3 separate regions of the Mus musculus genome follow, and all the other regions are linked to region 2. A link is a contact called in public HiCAR-type and Micro-C data. All regions are on one chromosome and are shown on one strand. Each heading gives the region's core, a stretch centred on a gene start, on an enhancer-like site or on the middle of the called end of the contact. The rest is flanking DNA. Distances are from core to core; before and after follow the strand shown.

Region 1 (2,700 bases), core at 179-2,678, 95 kb before region 2:
CGCTCTGCTGGGGCAGAAGGAGAGGCTGCTGAGCCTGGGGTTGAGACTTCAGATACTGGGAAGCCGCTTTGTTTTCCCGGCTTTGTGCTTGCAGGACCCCCTTGTCATGGCAAACCTCATTCCACCTGCTCTAGTCTGTCTCACTTCCTGCGGCCCACCACCCACACTTTTTAAAGTTTTGCGGTCCGATACCTGTGCTCAGAGGCTAGCAAAGGCTCCTGTTAGAGGGGCAGAGTGCGTGTTTCTGAGGAACGACGGTAGATTAGTCTGCAGGACTGGTTGGGCTGTCTAGGAGCAGTAGGATGGATGAATGACCACGTGGGAGCCTTCCAGTTCCGTCCCTCACCTCCTTCTTTATCTATCCATGTAGTTGTCTACACAACTGCCACTAAAACTACTAACACGAGCCTGAGGAGATGGCCCTGTGGCCTGCTCTGTCAGAGGACCTGAGTTTGGTTCCCAGCATCCACGCCATGACAGACTGTTCACAACTGCGTGTCGGTAATTTGATGCCCTCTTCTAGCTCCTGAAGCACCCCCACACACGTGGTGTAAGGTATACACTCACATAGTCATAAATAGAATCTAAATTAAATAAATAAAATTATTAAAATAGTGAAACTGAAGTATAAACCAATTGTACACTGGAAGGTGGGGTGTCATGCACTGGAAGGTGGGGTGTCATGCACTAGAAGGTAGGGTGTTGTGTGATGATATGTGGGGGATGAATTAATGTTGAAATGATCTGTAGCTGAGTCAGGAGGACCAAGTGTGCCCCCCAAGATCCAATTTAGGCTTGAAAGCGCTGGCAAGGAAGAGAAGGCAGGGCACCTATGCCCCCAGAGACAAGGACATCTTACCTTGGTACAACACAGCAAATCCCTGGGCCTGATTGATGCGATCAGAGAAGAAATACAAAATGACAAAATCCAGAGAGACATTGAAAGACAGAGGCGGGCGGCTCCTCCCACTGAGCCGGACCAGGACGCGGTGGGTGTAGCCGTCCAGCAGCTCCACCATGTCTGCAGAGTCCCTGATATCAAACAGGGTGAAGTTGAAATGGATGCGAGAGGCTCCTGGAACCCGGATGGTCCAGTAGCAGACTCTGCCAGTGGCGTAGGTGTCAGGGAAGTCAGGGGAGTACACCACGGCTGCCATGGCTGAGTAGTTCCCACCGCAGGCGCCCACGAGAGCTGCAGAAGAGAGACAGTGGGCCTGAGTCTCAGCCTGGGGCTCATCTCTAATCTGGACACAAACAAGCTCTTAGGAAATGTGATCTTACCAGGACATTGTTTCCAGCTACAAACCAGGCCATCCTGGGTTTTAGGATCAAATCACAGAATGAATCACTTAAACCCTGAACAAATGACTGCAGACTATTTGGTTTCCCCAGGAGACCTCAGCCTAGCGCAGGAGGAGAAGTGCAGCCCAGGCTGGGGTCTGGCTGGAGTCAGACAGTCTGCATTAAGGAGGCGCAGGGCCATGGGATCCTAGGGGCTGCACCTCATTCCCAGGCCTCCCCCTTGTTTTCCAGTTTAGGGCCACCACCTGCTGCTGTATCCCATGACACTGAGAAGACATCTGAGATGAAGTGCATGAAATGCTGGGACCTCTCAGCCGAGGAAAGGCTTTTGAAGAGGTGACGTCATAAAGGAAAGGCCCCGAGTCTCCTCAGGGTGTCCCGTTCCTTAGGGGTGCAGTGTTCGCACGAGAAGTCCACAAGGAGCTCTGGCCTGGAAGACCTGCTCTATAGGGATGCTCTCCTAGCATGTGTGACCACAGGCTGGATTTCCAAAAGCGCCCAAGGGGAAGGCAGGGTAAGAGCAGCCTCATGGTGCTCTGGGTCACCCACACGGTGTCTCGGCCATGATTTCTCAGGACTAGTGGTTTGGACTGGCAGGCTTTTAGAGCGGTTGGAAATGAAAGACTTCAGGAGGGAGTGTAGGAACAAGATTGAAAAGAAAGCTGTTATTTTTCAGTATTCAGATGGAACTCGGCCACACGCGTGCCAGGCAAGCACTCTTCCACTGAGCCACAGCTCCAGCAGGCTTTAGGAAAATTCTTCTCTAGCACACAGAAAAGCAATCAAAGTCTGCTGCTTTGCTGGCCCTGGTGGTGCAGGTCTGTAGTCCCAACTCCACGGAGGCTGAAGTCGCAGGATGTCAGTTCAAGACTGGGTCTCGAAAAACCAAAGGCTGGCAAGTGCTCGGTGGCAGGCTCTTCGCCTACCTTGTGAGCCCCTGGGAAGTGGCTTTTTCTTCCTAGTGATGAGGAAGCTCAAAATCAGAAGCTGAGGTCTCAAGACAACCAAGGGACATTATCAATGACAGTGGGGTCACAGAAATGGGCTCAACTGTGCCAGAGTCCAGAGGGAAGAGGTGACCACCACAGAGGCTGAGACAGCTGCATGGGAACGAGATCCTGGGGAGCAGTGAGCCTGGCTTCTCAGCTGAGCACAGGGTCTGACATACAGTGTGGCCGTCAGCTGAGAACACATGGAGCCTGACATAAAGTGGTAGCCGTGAGCCTGGCTTCTCAGCTGAGCACACACGGAGCCTGACATACAGTGGGGTTCACATTCACTTTTGAGCTCTTCTGCAAAGGCCTCCTCGTGCTGGCAAGAGTGACCAGTGTCCAGCAGCCAGCCAGAGTTCCCCTCTCAAAGGACCAAAGCCTCTAGTTGCTGGGCAGGGGGCGGGGG
Region 2 (2,700 bases), core at 95-2,594:
TCAAGACCTGCCTTCTTATCTGCACCATCTTCTGTTGTACTGCTAAGGAGGCTTTTGACTTCTAAGGCACACATGTTGTTTCTGGCCAGTCTTAAACTCCAGTGGCTCTGCCTGTGGCTCTTAGGCCCTGGACTTTGTACACACACATCTCTGGATTTCAAAGCTCTCAAAAAAAAAAAAAAATTCCTGTACATTTAAAGTGTGTGCTGTGTCCCTTCTCTCTCTGGAGGAAAGTGAACTTTCCATAGAATTCCAATGAGGAAAAGCTAGCCAGATGACTACCCTTGGATATGTGCCCTTGGCCTTCCTCTGGCCTAGAGGACTGATGGAATCTATCCTACCACTTGCAAGAGAGAACAAGGCACAGGACCTGTTGAGACACAGAGCACGGCTCTCTAGGAGTACTGGCTGCAGAAACCACAGCGTCACAATTTTTAAACACCAACATGAGAGACACCATTCTTTTCTGCAGTCTACAGACTTGCAGAGTGGCAGTAACAAGCTTCTGTTGTTGTATGGGGTCCTGTGCCTACTGCCAGTGAGGTCATGTAGGGGAAAGTGGTGGTGGTTGTGGTAGGGGCAGGTCATACCAATGGAGGTCAACCAGTGGACCTGACCATACCTACCACCACCACCAGCTCTCTCTTGGTGGGGTTTCCTGGTCTAAGCAGCCCACTCACTGGGTCCTTGTGTACCCCTTCTCTCTGGAGGTCACTAAATGGACTTTAAACCTTCACTCCTTACTTTCTCCTTCCTTCACTGCCTCTAGGCAGTGACCACCCAGGCACCAGGCTCTTGCGTATTCTGCACAGCCCTGTGCCCTAAAGTGTGAGTCATACTAGGCAAAGGGGCTCAAAGACACTCACCAAGGGCCCTGTTTTCCGACAGAAACTTTTCATTACATAGGAAATGAGGTCACACACTAGGGCACACAGGGAACCAGTGAGAAAAACTTGGTGCCAAGAAACAAGGTGGGGGTGGTGGTGGTGATGGTAATGTTAAAAAAAATGGGGAAACCTGACACAAGCCACCAGGAGAGATCACCTGTGCTCTAGAGTAATTTGTACTAGGCACACACAGAATTAAAAACAAACAAAAACCAGTCCTGATTTCCTCTAAAAGTACATATAGCATATCTGATTTTACCAAGTCACATTTGGAAGGCACTTTGTTGGCTTATTGCAGGCTTTAGAGACCCCAATTCAAAAGAAGACCACCACAGAAAGAGGACCAGAGGATGGGGTTGCAGATAGGGTTACTTCCTCTAGGGTGGGAGGTGAGGGCAGTGACATAGTGTTGCCCGCTCCACTGACTTGGCTCCTCATTCCAGGGCTTGGCTGCAGCCTGGCCTGACCTTCCAGGTTTCCCTGGCAAGTGATCAAAGCTCTGAAGCCACAAACACAGTTCAGAATTCAGAGGCCCTGCGGCCAACCCCCCCCCCCCAAGTCACCCCTCTCAGTCCCCTCCCCCATGACTGCCTTTCTGCCAGCTCCCATCCGGCTGCACTGAGAAAGGGCTCTCCCACCAGCTGTACTCCTACCCACCACAAGATACTTCTTGCCATAATTAAAGTCATTAAGTCTCCAAAGGCTCCCATGGGCTTCAAGTTCTAAGTTCCCGAGAGTGAGTGAGTGAGCGAGCGAGGGAGCGGATGAAGGATTTTTAAGTCCTAGTTAAGATTATGCTGATCTATTCAGGAGACATGTAGCAGCGAGAATCCAGCGGTTAAGTTAATGGTTAAGGCTGCCTAAGTTTAAACAGTGTTATTTATTCTCAAAATATGCAGCAGCCTCCACTTAATTCCTACTAATTAAAGGAACCAACAGAAGAGGCTGGAGTCTGTAGTCATGTACGGCGCCGATGTACAGGTTGTGAGTCTTTTCACAATCAGAAACTACTGGGTGTTAAACGGAAATGCATTTCCTTAGATCTTAATCTCAAACACAGACTTTTAGATCAGTTCCAAGAAACACAATGGTCCCCTTTGTTTTGACACCTGACAAGGAGCACCAAAAACTCAAAGAGAGCCTGTGCACACCCTCCTGTTCCATCCATCCTTCTGAGTAAATGAAGGATGTTATGGAAAAATGGCTGTAGAGCTGTCTATGCCTGAAAGAGAAACTTGTAGAGGACTTGGAAGCTGTTACCTTGCCTTGGGAGGTTCTCAAAGTCCCATTTCAGGCCAGATCTTATTAGGTCTGTAACTGGAAACTTCAAAAAAGGACCACTGCCTTCTGTACATGTGGCAACTAATTAATATAAACAAGTGTTAATTAGGTGGCAGAACCAGACTTAACAACCTTGCCTGCAAAGTCTGAGCACCTCAGCGGCCCTCTGGAGAATCAGGGTAGGTTCTTGCAGCAAGGGGCTTTGTTCTTAAGATTGGCCTACTGAGAGAGAAACTGGGGGACTGAAAAATAAAAATAAACTAAAAATCACTGCCTGGTGAGGTGTCTCAGTGAGTAAGGACATCTGCCATCAAGTTTGATAGTTTAGTTTGATCCCTATGTTCTGATGCTGATGGACTAGTAGGAATCTGGATCTAATTAAGCAGAACCCAGCAATACTTGCGATGAAGGAAAAGAAATTACAATACTCTTGAATCAGGTGGTAAACAGATTTAAAAGCAAATTCAAAACAGAAATATTCTGACTATACAACTTTAACACTAAGCACAAAATATCCTAGACTATACTGAGG
Region 3 (2,738 bases), core at 126-2,625, 100 kb after region 2:
GAGTACTGAGAATGAACCCATGAGCTCAACAAGGCTCTACAACTTAGTTGTATCTCCAGCTCCATAAAGTACTTAAAGGTACATTCTTATTTTTCTATGTATTTCACGTCTGAAGTAAACTGGAGTTCAAGGATACTCTTCCCCTTCCTAAAGCAGCATAAGGATGGCACTGGGAAGCTGAACAAACAAGCAAAGTGCACACTCCGCTGTACTGTATTCTGATCACAACCCCCGAAGTGTCAAAGAAGAAAGCCGGCAGAGCGTTTACTCCATTAACCTCCCTAACCCTCTTCTGTTAACAGGAAAATAATGATACCAATTTCTTAGGATTGTTTGATAAATGATTGAGATAATATGTTAAGTGGTTGGCAGTGTCTAGAATATGCTAAGACCTCCACAGAGGCCAGGAAATAATCTCTAATCTCCAATATAAGATAAAAGGGACATGTGACTATCCCTACCTTTCATCTGCTAGATTTACAATAAATAAAAAGATATGAAAATAGATAAGATGTATTAAAATTTAAAAGGGTAAAAAACAAAAACAAAACAAACAAGCAAGCAAAACCATGTGCACTGCCCTTTAAAAAACAGTGAAGCAAATCCAGAGGTGCTGATAAGGAAAAAAATTAGAGTTAAAAAAAGTACACTTGTCTTTAGATTCTTTATAGTTCTAATGTAAAGGCTCTGTAACAGTTGCTACTGTACAGGATGGAAACTAATACTAGGAACTAGACCTGAGCTAAATGCATACACCTTTAATCCCAGCACTTGGGAGGTAGAGGCAGGTGGATCTCTGTGAGTTCAAGGCCAATCTGGTCTACAGAGAGTTCCAGGACAGCCAAGACTACATAAAGACCCTGTTTCAAAAAAAAAAACAGAAACAAAACAAAATGAAACAAAAAAAGTATATCCCCAAATAAGATGGATCTGCGTACTAAGAACAGAAATAGGGCATAGGTTATCTGTTCTGTATCACAAGTTTCCTATAAATCTAAACTGCCCCCAAAATAAAATAGTTGTGTAAAAAAGTAATACTGTGTACAGCACAGACCATTGTTTTATAAAAGTATGTCTATATTGGAATATATACCTTAAGATGTTAACAATTGCTTCCTCTGAATATGAACATTAAAAAATGATGTTTATTTCCTTGTCCCTCTGCATCACAGGGAGAATGCCAGGTCAGCAGCAGCAGCTGGGAACTTGTCAGAAATGCAAATTCTCAGGCCCCACCCCAGAGCTACTGAATCAGCCTCCCAAGAGGTGGGGCCAGATGATTCTGATGTACGAGAAAGCTAGAGAATAGTGTCCTACATCATAGAAACTGGTTTTGTAACAAGTGTCACTTTCACAGTCAAAACAATAGAACAATGAAGCTGGGAAAAGGGGTCAGTGTGCTGATGGATTTAAGAGTCACCACATGCCCAAACATGGTATATACCAGGCACAGCAATTCTCAAGCTTAGTGACCTAGCAGCTCTGTCTACCTCCCAAACCCAAACCAGCTTAGGAGGAACTTCTGGAATGCCTGCAGAGACATGGCTGAATCAAGTTTGCCATTTGGGTTTTTTCTTTTTTTCAAAAAAAAAAAAAAAAAAAGTTACGCAAAAGACAAGTCCATTGGCAGATTTTGATCTTCATCTCCAAATGAATGGCATCTAGTCTCAGTTTGAAATTAACAGCACTAGCTGAGGTGTAACAGTTTAAAACCTGGAAACTCCCAAACTTGTAGATAGTACAGCTGGGAGGAACGAGGCAGTGGGCCATGCTTTGGAGATGACCTCCTGTGGCCTCCTTCAAGCCTGTTTTGTAGCTGGAGTATTTAAAGCCCACCAGAATCATCCTCAGACTGACTACTGCAGAGGGTAGAAAACCCATGGTTGCTGGGGTTTTTTTCCCCTCAACTCAATTTTGAGAGAATGTTCTATACTTTTCCAAGTACCAAGAGGATGCTTTTGTCCATTAATGAAACTTTGCACATGCTATGGAAAAGAGAAAAAGAAATGCAACTTCTAGAAATATCTACCTTATAACCAATCAATTTATTCCTTCTTATGACTGGCTAGAGCAGAGACTTGCTGGGTTGGGAAAGGAGAAGGTGTGAACCAGTCAGAGTAAACCTCTTGAGACAATACAGCTATTCTGGGGACTTTTCTGAGCCCAAGGAACAGGGGCCACCGTCCAGGTACAGAGGGACTTAGGTGTTCTACCACAGGGCTGTTGATGAACTTCTAAACAAGAGTAGGAAAGTTGAAATGATAAGAAACTATATACTAGGGTATCACGTTGGATGGGTAAGATGGTCACAACTACCATGGATGAGATCACCCAAGCCAGAAAGACTAGTGGGGGTTGGTCTGGTCTGGGTGGTGACTGAATGAGGTCAGGTCTTTCAGCTATACAGTAAACCAAGACCTATGAATTAAAGACCTTCTCATGAGTCTGGCAGCATCAATGAACAGAGACACCTAAGAAATACTTCAAGGTGAATGAAAGGGAAGATACCTGGGAGTGACTGACATGTGACATCTGTACCTAGAGAACAGCGACTAGCTTTCTAAATTGCATCAGCTGTGTATCCACATAGTACTTACTGAGCTCCCCCTTCCACTGAAGATAGCACCAGAAAAGATGGCAGGTGGGGGCTCCAGTTCAGATTCCTCATTAATGGTGAAGGACAACAAATATAGGCAGAGCTCTCTGAAGCAAAACCAGACACTTCCCTCTCTTTCCCT

What was found. Hi-C and Micro-C count contacts between places; a contact is called where the count stands out from the background. HiCAR-type assays count read pairs that join an accessible place to other places.
Region 1: a Micro-C map of muscle stem cells shows a contact between it and region 2, with 2.7 times the contacts expected there. The contact joins two enhancer-like sites. A contact is called at or near these places in 1 of 15 datasets of contacts at CTCF or cohesin (large pre-B cells), 5 of 484 Hi-C or Micro-C datasets (CD8 T cells, the P5424 cell line, brain and 2 more) and 4 of 115 datasets of contacts at active chromatin or transcription factors (double positive thymocytes, effector CD8 T cells, embryonic stem cells and 1 more).
Region 3: a HiCAR-type map of Th17 cells shows a contact between it and region 2, with 4 times the contacts expected there. The contact joins two enhancer-like sites. A contact is called at or near these places in 1 of 39 promoter capture datasets (the C10 cell line), 3 of 15 datasets of contacts at CTCF or cohesin (CD8 T cells, the NIH/3T3 cell line and pro-B cells), 26 of 484 Hi-C or Micro-C datasets (B cells, the C2C12 cell line, CD4 T cells and 16 more), 4 of 115 datasets of contacts at active chromatin or transcription factors (CD8 T cells, Th17 cells, embryonic stem cells and 1 more) and 5 of 9 other capture datasets (adipose tissue, embryonic stem cells, liver and 2 more).

The regions. Positions count from the first base shown.
Region 1 is chr11:5,200,838-5,203,537 of GRCm38.p6, forward strand. It overlaps Kremen1 (kringle containing transmembrane protein 1), which reads right to left. Exons shown (of 9, transcript NM_032396.3): 6 at 860-1,192. Among named protein-coding and RNA genes, the nearest start is that of Gm25142, 50 kb to the right of the region's middle. Within about 2 kb of position 1,429, at least 10 of the 459 cell types and tissues checked have an H3K27ac peak or open chromatin away from gene starts, as enhancers often do. A contact at or near this core is called in muscle stem cells, where this site is marked.
Region 2 is chr11:5,295,912-5,298,611 of GRCm38.p6, forward strand. All of the region lies in intron 2 of Znrf3 (zinc and ring finger 3), which reads right to left. Among named protein-coding and RNA genes, the nearest start is that of Kremen1, 36 kb to the left of the region's middle. Within about 2 kb of position 1,345, at least 120 of the 459 cell types and tissues checked have an H3K27ac peak or open chromatin away from gene starts, as enhancers often do. A contact at or near this core is called in Th17 cells and muscle stem cells, where this site is marked.
Region 3 is chr11:5,397,271-5,400,008 of GRCm38.p6, forward strand. The region is part of intron 1 of Znrf3 (zinc and ring finger 3); the gene reads right to left. Among named protein-coding and RNA genes, the nearest start is that of Znrf3, 46 kb to the right of the region's middle. Within about 2 kb of position 1,376, at least 7 of the 459 cell types and tissues checked have an H3K27ac peak or open chromatin away from gene starts, as enhancers often do. A contact at or near this core is called in Th17 cells, where this site is marked.